Linked DNA regions of Ovis aries: regions 2 and 3 are each linked to region 1. The links are chromatin contacts, called in public Hi-C maps. All regions are on one chromosome and are shown on one strand. Each heading gives the region's core, a stretch centred on a gene start, on an enhancer-like site or on the middle of the called end of the contact. The rest is flanking DNA. Distances are from core to core; before and after follow the strand shown. Region 1 holds the start of PAK4 (p21 (RAC1) activated kinase 4). Region 2 holds the start of MED29 (mediator complex subunit 29). Region 3 holds the start of GMFG (glia maturation factor gamma).

What was found. A called contact is a pair of places that touch in the nucleus more often than the background predicts.
Region 2: a Hi-C map of liver shows a contact between it and region 1, with 3 times the contacts expected there. The contact joins the promoter of MED29 here to the promoter of PAK4 in region 1. A contact is called at or near these places in 2 of 16 Hi-C or Micro-C datasets (liver and skin fibroblasts).
Region 3: a contact with region 1 is called in a Hi-C map of tail adipose tissue, with 13 times the contacts expected there. The contact joins the promoter of GMFG here to the promoter of PAK4 in region 1. A contact is called at or near these places in 11 of 16 Hi-C or Micro-C datasets (blood, hypothalamus, liver and 7 more).

Annotation. Positions count from the first base shown.
Region 1 is chr14:48,214,671-48,218,344 of ARS-UI_Ramb_v3.0, forward strand. It overlaps PAK4 (p21 (RAC1) activated kinase 4), which reads left to right and starts at 1,798. Exons shown (of 11, transcript XM_042232012.1): 1 at 1,798-1,931.
Region 2 is chr14:48,447,497-48,451,170 of ARS-UI_Ramb_v3.0, forward strand. MED29 (mediator complex subunit 29) reads left to right here and starts at 1,709. Exons shown (of 5, transcript XM_042232023.2): 1 at 1,709-1,949; 2 at 2,474-2,532; 3 at 2,809-2,893. The coding sequence starts at 1,734. It overlaps PAF1 (PAF1 homolog, Paf1/RNA polymerase II complex component), which reads right to left and starts at 1,421. Exons shown (of 14, transcript XM_004015245.5): 1 at 1,122-1,421; 2 at 564-593; 3 at 373-465; 4 at 1-64. The coding sequence starts at 1,168.
Region 3 is chr14:48,398,894-48,402,567 of ARS-UI_Ramb_v3.0, forward strand. GMFG (glia maturation factor gamma) reads right to left here and starts at 1,977. Exons shown (of 7, transcript XM_042232015.1): 1 at 1,852-1,977; 2 at 1,388-1,484; 3 at 1,240-1,289; 4 at 760-809. The coding sequence starts at 1,974.

The DNA of each region.
Region 1 (3,674 bases), core at 548-3,047:
CTAGGTTGGTCATAACTTTCCTTCTAAGGAGTAAGCGTCTTTTAATTTCATGACTGCAGTCACCATCTGCAGTGATTTTGGAGCCCCCCAAAATAAAGTCTGACACTGTTTCCACTGTTTCCCCATCTATTGCCCATGAAGTGATGGGACCAGATGCCATGATCTTTGTTTTCTGAATGTTGAGCTTTAAGCCAACTTTTTCACTCTCCTCTTTCACTTTCATCAAGAGGTTTTTTAGTTCCTATTCACTTTCTGCCATAAGGGTGGTGTCATCTGCATATCTGAGGTTATTGATATTTCTCCCAGAAATCTTGATTCCAGCTTGTGCTTCTTCCAGTACAGTGTTTTTCATGATGTACTCTGCATATAAGCTAAATAAGCAGGGTGACAATATACAGCCTTGACGTACTCCTTTTCCTATTTGGAACCAGTCTGTTGTTCCATGTCCAGTTCTAACTGTTGCTCCCTGACCTGCGTATAGGTTTCTCAAGAGGCAGGTCAGGTGGTCTGTATTCCCATCTCTTTCAGAATTTTCCACGGTTAATTGTGATCCACACAGTCAAAGGCTTTGGCATAGTCAATAAAGCAGAAATAGATGTTTTTCTGGAATGCTCTTCCTTTTTCAATGATCCACTGAATGTTGGCAATTTGATCTCTGTTCCTCTGCCTTTTCTAAAACCAGCTTGAACATCTGGAAGTTCATGGTTCACGTATTGCCGAAGCCTGGCTTGGAGAATTTTGAGCATTACTGTACTAGTGTGTGAGATGAGTGCAATTGTGTGGTAGTTTGAGCATTCTTTGGCATTGCCTTTCTTTGGTGTTGGAATGAAAACTTACCTTTTCCAGTCCTGTGGCCACTGCTGAGTTTTCCAAATTTGCAGGCATATTGAGTGCAGCACTTTCACAGCATCATCTTTCGGGATTTGAAATAGCTCCACTGGAATTCCATCACCTGCACTAGCTTTGCTCGTAGTGATGCTTTCTAAGGCCCACTGGACTTCACATTCTAGGTGAGTGATCACACCGTCATGATTATCTTGGTCGTGAAGATCTTTTTTGTACAGTTCTTCTGTGTATTCTTGCCACCTCTTAATATCTTCTGCTTCTGTTAGGTCCATACTATTTCTGTCCTTTATTCAGCTCATCTTTGCATGAAATGTTCCCTTGGTATCTCTAATTTTCTTGAAGAGATCTCTAGTCTTTCCCATTCTGTTGTTTTCCTCTATTTCTTTGCAAGAAACATAAAACTTACCAAAAATAGTGTCTTGGTTCGGGGTGAAGTTCTCGGGCTCAGACTGACAGACGTCGTTCAAAACTCATTATTTACTTTCTGTGGTCCCCAAGCAGCTAGTTTGTCCCCTCTGAACCTCAATTTATCCGTAAATGGGCATTAATATACAACACGGTTGCACTGAGTATTCACCAAGAAATTTCACTTGGCAGGGTGTCCGACACATAGTTCATGCTTCAGAGCCGTTTCTGGCCATTATTACCCACTACTGGCTTCCACTCCCTAATTCCTTAGGGTGGAAGGTGGGATGCAGTTACAAGAGAATAGCCATTTTCCCCTTTAAAAATCCAAGTAGGCTTGGAGCCAGCCTACCCGCACCCTTTCCAAATTTTCCAATCCCGGCTTGGCATTTTCCGCCCGAAGGTCTCCGATTGGACAACATGCACCAATCAGAGGCTGGAGAGGGCGCTGCCAGGCGTCCAGCTCCGCCCCTGAGCCGACCCTGCCCCCTGCCGGATCAGCCCCGTTGCTATGGGGACTGGTGGGCGGCGAAGGGGGAAAGCCCCGGATGTTCGTTGGGGATTCAACATGGCGGCGGCAGTGGCGGTGGCGGTGGCGGCGCCAGAGAGTTGAGGGCAGCAGGAGGGCGCCGAGTTCCAGGCCGAGCGGCCAGGCCGCGAGCGACTGCGGTGCCGAGCCGGTAGGATAAGCTGTCTGGCCGGGGGGTTGGTGTGCTCTGGGCAATGCGGTGGAAGAGCGTTTACCCGAGTAGGGGGCGGGGCCGCTGGGGTCAAAGTTCACTCTTGGAGGGAAGGGTCGCTTCCAGGGGGTCGCGGGTCAACGCTGAGCGGGAGGGAGTTGTAGAGGAGGTCAGAGGTCAAACTAACGAAGGGGGCGTGGCGAGGGGGGCGCAAAATTCAAAGTTTGAAGCGGGAGCTCGTTGGAGGGGCACGGGGTGAATGTCAAAAAGGGGGGGTCAAAATTAATAATTTGATGGCAGGATGTGCCCATGAGGGTCAGAGGTCACAGCCTTGGGGGCGGCGGATTGGGGATTTAAGGCAGCAGCCAGTGAAGCAAATGAATGAGATTTGGCTTGGGGGGCATCTTTATGGGACCAAAGGTGGAACGTGACCAAATTGTAGAAAGATCACAGGTGGTGGTCCCAAGGGTCAAAAGTTAAAACCCAAATGGGACATATTGCTGGAGGGGAGGGAGAGGACACTCAAGAAAGAGGTCAAAGGTGCATTCTGAAGGGGGAGAAGGAACCTCCCCTCCCCCAGATGATGAAAAGAATAACAAACTCAGAAAGCACGTACTGTGTGTCAGGCCCTGTTCTGAACGCCTACCGTGTATTTAATCCTGACCACAACCTTATGGGCTTGGTGCCATTACTAAGAGGCTTAGTGTTTTGCACAGGGCCGCCTAATGACTTAGTTTTGCAGCTGAGATTTGAACTCTGGGGTCCTGGGCTCAGAGTTCTATGCTCTGCTGACTCTCAAATACTCATTCTGTTGGTTAATACTTAATGAGTGCTGAGGCTGTTCTCAGCACCCTGTGTGCCTAGTCTTACTATAGCACAATCTGGATAGACCCGCTTCACAGCCAGGAGAAGTGAGGCACGGAGAGCTCCTGCTAAGTAATGGAGGAAGATTCCCTGCTGGATCTGAATAATTCCAGAGCTCCAGCCTCCAGTCGCCACACTGTAAACTGCTGGCGGTCTGTTCCTGGAAGCAGGGAGCTGGGCAAGGCTGGGCCACTCCTTGGGCAGGAATAGATTGTCTCTTTGGCCTCCGTGGAAGGGTGTGATCTGGGAGGAGAGGTTCCCCTGGGCCTATGGGATGCGGTGTTTGTGGGTGGCCCAGAGTCCAAGTGAGTCTGGCAGGCTACTGGCTAGGGAGGGTGTCCTTGGGTGGTACTCTGTACAAAGTTGGGTGTTCTCTGTACTTAAAACCGCAACCTCTCATCACGGCCGTCAGTTGCTCCCATCTCTTGTTCTGCTGCTCTCCCCACCCCTCCGGGAGGTCCAGCCACGCTGGCCTGCTTGCTGTTCTTCGGCTCTGCAGGCTCATGCCTGTCTCCAGGTCTTTGACCTTCCTGTTCCCTTGCCTGGAATCTCGTCTCTGCTCTGTACCCTCTCAGTCACCAGTCGCTCACAGCTTGACGGGTACCACCCTGTCCCCACATACTCTTTATCTCACTGTTGTTCTCTGCCAGCGCTTCACTCTGTGCTTAACTTATTTATCAGAGCGCAGTTGATCTGCCTTCCGCTAGAAGGTGGGCCCCTCACAGGCAGGAGTTTTCCCATGTTCTTTCCCTGAATCCCCACAGGGTTGGTGGCGATTGAATGTTGGGCATGGTGCTGGGTCTGCAGCAGTGGACAGGACCGCGGGGAGCCCCTGGCCCCCAGGGGCCCTCAGTGTCCCTTGGTGGGAGCAGACTGGGA
Region 2 (3,674 bases), core at 459-2,958, 230 kb after region 1:
TGGCTCAGTCAAGAGATCATGTTTGTGCTGTTTTTCCAGGGAAGTTGCTTTGTACTGAACAAACCTGGGTAGGGAAAATATGCCCATTATTGTTTCCTGATTCCAGCCTTACCCCTCACAGCCCAGCTTCCTAGACGCTAAGGTACTCCAGGGAGGAATTCAGAATGAAAAAACCACGTTGGAATCAGGAGGCTAGCAGCTCTTAAGTGTAAAGAGACTTGGATACTGCTTGCTTCTTAACAGACACCTATGGCACACCTACTATTACAGGTTAAGTACCATTCTGTGCCCTGAACTGTCAGAAAAAGCAGTCCCTACCCTCAAGGATCTCACATTCTAAGGTGTTTCCCAAAGACCCATTCTTAGTCTCACCTGTTCTGGTCGAAGGGATAGGTGATGAACTTCGGGTCAAAGGGGATGTCAGGGAGGCTATTGCAGTACTTGACTCGGCAGACCACTCCAGACCTGGGAACACAGTGGCTCAAAACCTGGCTCCTGCTGCCCCACCTCTGCGCCCAGCCCTACTTGGCCCACCCATCCTGGGGAAACACGATGGAGCTCACCTCTCAGGCAAAGTCCGGTGAGAATTGGGCCTGGTGGGTAAAAGAGAGACGATGACAAAAGATGGTAAGAACAGGATAGACAGGAGAGCGAAGGGGGCTTTTCCAAGCTTTTAAAAGGGAAGAAGAGGGTGACAAATGATAATTCCTCTTGGTAGCGGTACCTCAAGTACTCTAACAGAGGGAGTCAAGTATGCCTCTTAGAGACAGTGTCCCTAAATGTTTTTAAATCCCTTTTCAAGGACACGTCTTCAAATACTTTCATAAGAGAGTAAAATAATTGTTTTTTGGGGAAAGGGGTCTCCAAACGCTTGACTGGAAGAGTTAAAAACTCAATCCTCAACAGCTTAATTCCAGAAATGGCAGGGAAGGTGTGGGGGGAGCTAGGGAACACCACGTCCGGGACCCGCCCCCCTGAGCGGGTGTGCGCTCCGTGACGACACGGGCAGACCTGGGGAGCTGGCAAGGTTGTAGACTGACAAACCCACCTGACCCTCTCATCTCGCTGACGCCCACCCAGACCTAGAGAAAAGCGGTACAGTAAGGTGGCGGAGTGCCTACCTGTGGCCATCCTCGCGCTGGGCCTGGGTCTGGATAGTGGGCGCCATGGCGATGAGGCGAGGGCAATCCTGACAAGAGCCTCACAGAGCCACGGCAAACGGCGTGCCGACTTCGGCGGGCGCCCAATCCCAGGCAGGGCTCGGGCTGGCACCGCTCTCCTCACGGATAGGGCCGGAGTGAGGTGGGCTGGTGAGAAGAGTTCCCGGAACACTGGAGTACTACGTAGTACTCAGGTAAACGCGCTAACAACGCCAAGGACTGCCCTACAGGTCCGTCTCCACCAACTGCCGCCAAGACTCTGAGGACCGCAGGTCGCCTCAGCCCGCTAGGTCTCCTGGGAAATAGAGTCTGATTGGATCCACACCCGGATTGGCCAGCGACTGTGCAAAGGCTGGAGCGAGGCGGAAAGAGCCTCTCGTGATTGGTTTATCGACGTCTTATTGTAGCCGTCGGATTTGAGAGTCACGAGTTGGAGGGTGGGTTCTTTCCTCTCATTGATTGTATTGTCTGGGAGGCGGAGCTAATCAGCAAACATGGCCCAGAGACGAAGACGCTAAAAAGAAAACGGGGAGACGCACTTGTGACGCACTTCCGGTGCGCGAGGCGAAGAAGATGGCTGCATCCCAACAGCAAGCTTCAGCGACTTCTTCTACTGCCAGTGTGTCGGGTCCGGGTTCAGCTGGTGGGTCGGGCCCCCAGCAGCAGCCACAACCACCAGCACAACTTGTGGGACCTGCCCAGAGCGGGCTTTTGCAGCAACAGCAACAGGACTTCGATCCTGTGCAGCGCTATAAGATGCTCATCCCGCAGCTGAAGGAGAGTCTACAGGTGATGGGTTGGGAGATTTGGCTCTTTGCCATCGGGGGGTAGGCGGAGGGATTGTTTAGTCTGGGAGAGAGCAAAAGAAGCGTTAAGAAGGAAAGAGGAATGAGACTGTCTTCGTGATGCCAAAGCGAAGTTCTGTGGATTGACAGTGTAAGGTGGGATCAGAGAGAATCTTGAGTTTGAGACTGACCGGAATTTGACTTGGAGGGAATTTAAAGAAAAAACTTAGCTCTGGACGTTAAAGCCTGAGGAAAGGACTAGCCTTGACTGACCGTGATTGGTGGGTGAGGGAGGACCCTAAGGTATGTCTGGGAAATTACTGGCAAGAGAAAGCGGGCCTCTGGAATAATATAGATAGTAATTGCTGTAAAGGTATGGAAGTTGAAATTACTCTGCAGTGATAGGAGGAGAATTAACAAGAGGAGGCCTGAGGTTGGCTGTATCTTAAGGAAGAGTGAAGATCTATCAAAAGTGTCCTCTTCTGTTTCTTCATCTCCCACACCTTTTTTTTTCCTTTCCCTCTTTAGACCTTGATGAAGGTTGCAGCCCAGAACCTGATTCAGAACACTAACATTGACAATGGGCAGTGAGTACTCCCCTTTCTCCAGGATATCAGTATCTCCATCCTAGTCTCAAAAACATCCCCCTTGTACCCCACCCATCCCTCCTTTCTCTTTATTTTGAAGCGTACTCCCTACCCCCTGGCCTTGCCCTTTTTGCCCCTTCTACTATCATCTGTCCCCTAGGTCTTGCTTTGGGTCTCCTGGGCCTATACCTCGTTTTCTGATGGATACTTGGTTGGGTAGTCACTTTGTCCCAGAGACTGGAAATCCATCTCCCATCTTCTTCTCCTGGACTGTAGAAAGAGCAGCGATGGACCCATTCAGCGCTTTGACAAGTGTCTGGAAGAGTTCTATGCACTTTGTGACCAGCTAGAGCTCTGCCTGGTAAGGGGCCTCCTAGCCACCGGGTGACCACAACTACCTCAGTTCCTGTGCTTCAGAAACCTTCATTCAGTCAGTTGACACATGCTCACTGAGCACCTCCTATGGCCCAGACCTGTGTGGATACTGCACCTGATACTGGGGACAGAAAGTTGCCCAGTCCTTGCCTTCACAGAGCTTCCAGTTCAGTGGGTGACAAATATATCCTCCAGCAGTGATAGCTCAGAGAGTCAGGGCTCAGACAGGAGAAGCTCAAGACATGGAAGACCATGAAGGGGAAAACGGGCAGAAGGCTCAGGGCTGGGATGTGGGGGTGAGGGGCAGGCAGAGGGGGCAAGGTTAAAATAAGGGGGCTGTAGACATCCAGAGATGGCATCTGACCCCACCTAGGGTGGGTCTAGGGAGGAAGTGGCTCAGGATAGACTACTAGTAGAGAGCACATCTGAGCCAAGGCTGGAACCAAAAGGGAAGAAGGGCAGAAGTTGAGAGGAGGGCCGATGGCTCAGAGCACAGCCTTTGGAGTCAGAGGGACCACCAGTCTCTACCTCTGAACCTTGGATTCCTCCTTTGAAAAATGGATTTTGGGGAAGGACTCTTTACATGCAAGATCTTGCATGTAAAGCATTTAACATGGTATTAGACAAGTGGCAGATGTTTTATCTTATAGCGTCATCATCATTTTGGACTGGATTTTAAAGGAAAAGGCAGTTTGAGGAGCTTCGTAGTGGTAGAAAGATGTTCCAACCAAGAGGAACAGCTTCTGCTTTAAGTTCCCTTTAAGAAT
Region 3 (3,674 bases), core at 727-3,226, 180 kb after region 1:
CTGAGTCTGCAATTAGGCCCCCTGCCTGGGGCAGAGGGCATCAGCCATCACTGGGCAATGTGGGAGTGGGGAGCTGAGAACCCATCTAGGGCAGGACATGTGAGCTGAAGGAGGCTCCAAGCCTCCAGCACAGGTTCCACTGTCCTGTCAGACTTCACACAAAACAGATTCAGAGATAAAACTATAAAGAATTTCAAGATAGCAGGCATCAAGCCCTGCCTTCAAGGCTCCCTTCTGGGTCTGGGGCCCTGTGTGATTGCACTTGTCAGATGCCCAGGGTGCTGACTGAGATCTAGAGCCTGAGATTGAGGCTTAAAGTCCTAGGACACCCAAAACTCACCACATTAGAGATGAAAAAATCTAGAGACCAGTTTTCATAGAAGTGTCAAAAAACTCTTCCACACACAAAAAGCACCAGCCTCCTCTGGCTTCACATAGGATTCTCCCCAATCACTAATTGTCAAATAAATCCTTTCCTACTCAAGGTCTTCCCAAGCATTGAAAAATAAAGAAATTTTAACTTTTTTTTTTAATGAAGCAAATGCAATGTTGAGACCAAAACCTGACAAAGTATGTACTAACATCACGTATGACTATTAGCGTAAAATTCTGCAATAAAAGTTTGGTATACAAACCAAAAGTCCTGTGATAGGAACTCAAAGACAAAGTTTCAAAGTCCACGAATAAGACTGGACCCCAAGTGGCCCCTCAGTCTGTAACCCTCCGTGGCCTGACCTTCCCCTTCTTGCCCCAGGATACCTGGGCTGTCTCTCAGGCAGCTCCATTTTCAGTTCCTCTGGAGAAATATTCTGTGAGGGGTGAGGGGAGGAGAGAAAGAGAAAAAGACTGCCATTAAAGGAACATGTACTCTGTGCCAAGGCACTCATCCAAGAAACACACAGATTATTAGCCCATTGATCTCTCCCCAAACCCAGAGGGGTAGGTCCTGTTATTATCCCCATGTTACAGGTGAGCAAACTGAAGAGGAGTTAAGACACTTGCTTTTTTCTAAACAAACTACAAGGATTAAATCACTGAATTTACAGATAACTCGGAGGTAAGGACTGTTATCACCATTTCACAGATGAGGAAACAAGAGACCTATACAGGCAGAGTCCCTCGCCCAGGGTCACAGCTAAGCTGGAACTTGACTTCCGGGTTTTTGCGGCTCCCAACACCAGGCTCTCAGCATCAGTCACAGTCTCTTGGGCCTCCCAGTCCCATCCCCCAGCCCCTCACCTGAAATTCTTCCTCCAGCACCACCATCTGCCGGTCTTTGTCCACCTTCACTGAGGAGCGAGGGCATACGTGGGTCAGACGCCCTTGCCATCTGTCCCTATGCTTCCTCCCCACCCCCATTCGTTCCAGGAGGGAAGATGACACTCACTTATTATGGCTGCATTGTCTGTCTCTTTTCGGAAGCGGAATTTCCTCAGCTTTTCCTTTAGCTCTGGGTCCACCTCACACACCACCAGGGAGTCGGACTGCCAGAGGAGCCCAGTTAAGAGCTGAGTCCCCTGGCCTCAGCCCTGCCCCTTTCCCCAAACCTCAGTTTCCCCATCTACTAATAACGAGGAGGGGCCCATAGCCCATAGATTGCCTTTGTGAACACTGGAGAAATGTACCCTTTCCTCTGGGCTGGACTGGAGCCCTCTTGGCAGGTGCCCTTGGGCTACGCCCGAGGTTCAGGGATCTGCTCGCCTGGGGCTAAACCCGGAACCAGCATCTCTCTTTCCCCAGCCTTGACCTCCCATCCACAGTCTGACCTTCACCCCGGCATCCTCCCAGCCCTAGTCCCACTCCAGCCCCTAGCCCTTCCCATACGACCCTGGCCCTCTACCATGACTTTACTGTCCAGGGGCCTCTTCTTTCCTTGGTTCCGCTGTCTTCTAGGGGTGGGGACCACAGCTCAAGGGGGCGGGGTGTGGGGTAGGGGAAAAGTTTCATCCACCACCACATCCTGTTTATGCCCATTCTGAGACAACTGTCACATATGGCTCCTCCCCCTCCTTCCTTCCCCTCATCTGTTGGGACCTCCCAGGCTTTGCAGTCACGCAGACTGGGGTTCAAGTGCTGCCTGACTGTGTGGCTCTAGCTAAGTAACTTCAACCATCTGACTCAGAATTGTTATGAGGATAAAATAACTGCACATATCTCCCAACATGGTGGACAACACCCAATACACCATAGGTAGCGATGAGCTCTTTTTTTTTTTAATTTTTATTGGAGTATAGTTGATTTATAATATTGTGTTAGTTTCAGGTGTACAGCAAAGTGAATCAATCAACTATACATATTTGCACTCTTTTAGATTATTTTTCCAAGTAGGTCATTACAGAGTATTAGGTGGAGTTCACTGTGCTATATAGTAGGTTATTATTAGTTATCTAATTTATATACAGTAGTTGCTGCTGCTGCTGCTGCTAAGTCGCTTCAGTCATGTCGGACTCTGTGCAACCCCACAGAGGGCAGCTCACCAGGCTCCCCTGTCCCTGGGATTCTCCAGGTAAAAACACTGGAGTGGGTTGCCATTTCCTTCTCCAATGCATGAAAGTGAAAAGTGAAAGGGAAGTCGCTCAGTCGTGTCCGACTCTTAGCGACCCCATGGACTGCAGCCTACCAGGCTCCTCTGTCCATGGGATTTTCTAGGCGAGAGTGCTGGAGTGAGTTGATACAGTAGTATACACATGTCAATCCTGATCTCCCAACTTGTCACTCTCCCTCTTTCCTCCCTGGTAACCATAAGTTTTCAACATTTGTGACTTTTTCTGTTTTGTAACTTTTTTTTTATATTCCACATATAGCCATATCATATAATATTTGTCTTTCTTTGTCTGACTGACTTGACTCAGTATAACAATCTCAGGGACGGTCCATCTGTGTCATCGCAAATGGCACTTCTCATTCTTCTTTATGGCTGCATACTATTCCACTGTGTATATTGATATATACCACATCGTTTTTGGAACGTAACACATTTTCTTTATCCACTCCTCTGCTGATGCACATTTAGGTTGCTTCCATGTTTTGGCTATTGTAAACAATGTTGCGTGTACCTTTTCAAATTATTGTTTTCTCCAGCTATATGCCTAAGAGTGGAGTTGCTAGATCATGTGGTTGTTCTATATTCGGTCTTTTAAGGAACCTCCCACTGTTTTCAATAGAGATTGTACCAATTTACATCCCAGCAACAGTGCAGAAGGGTTCCCCTTTCTCCACACCCTCTCTAGCATTTTTTTGTTTGTAGACTTTTTTGATGATGGAATGATAAGCTCTTTAACTGTTCCTCCAGGAAGCCTTCCTGGAATCCACTACCCCCTAATCTGGAATAGTTTAATTCCAGAGCTAAAAGGAGGAACTTAGAAATGTTTGCTGATCAAACTGCCACTTATTAGGTTGATGGAGAAATGGAGGAGAAAGAGGAGACTCACCAGCGCTCAGGGAATGCTGCATTTTTTTTCCTGCAGTTATTTAACCTCATGGGCCTTATAATGGGCACTACAACAATGGTGTTTAATCCTATCAGACCAGTACCTCCTTTATTATGAAGAACATTTTGTATTGTTCTTCCCAGTTCCCATCCTGGAATGAAATTCCTAGATAAGGCAACTTATTTATACACATGAATTTTCCCTAAAATCAATATAATGTCCTAACTATCATATATAGTAGAA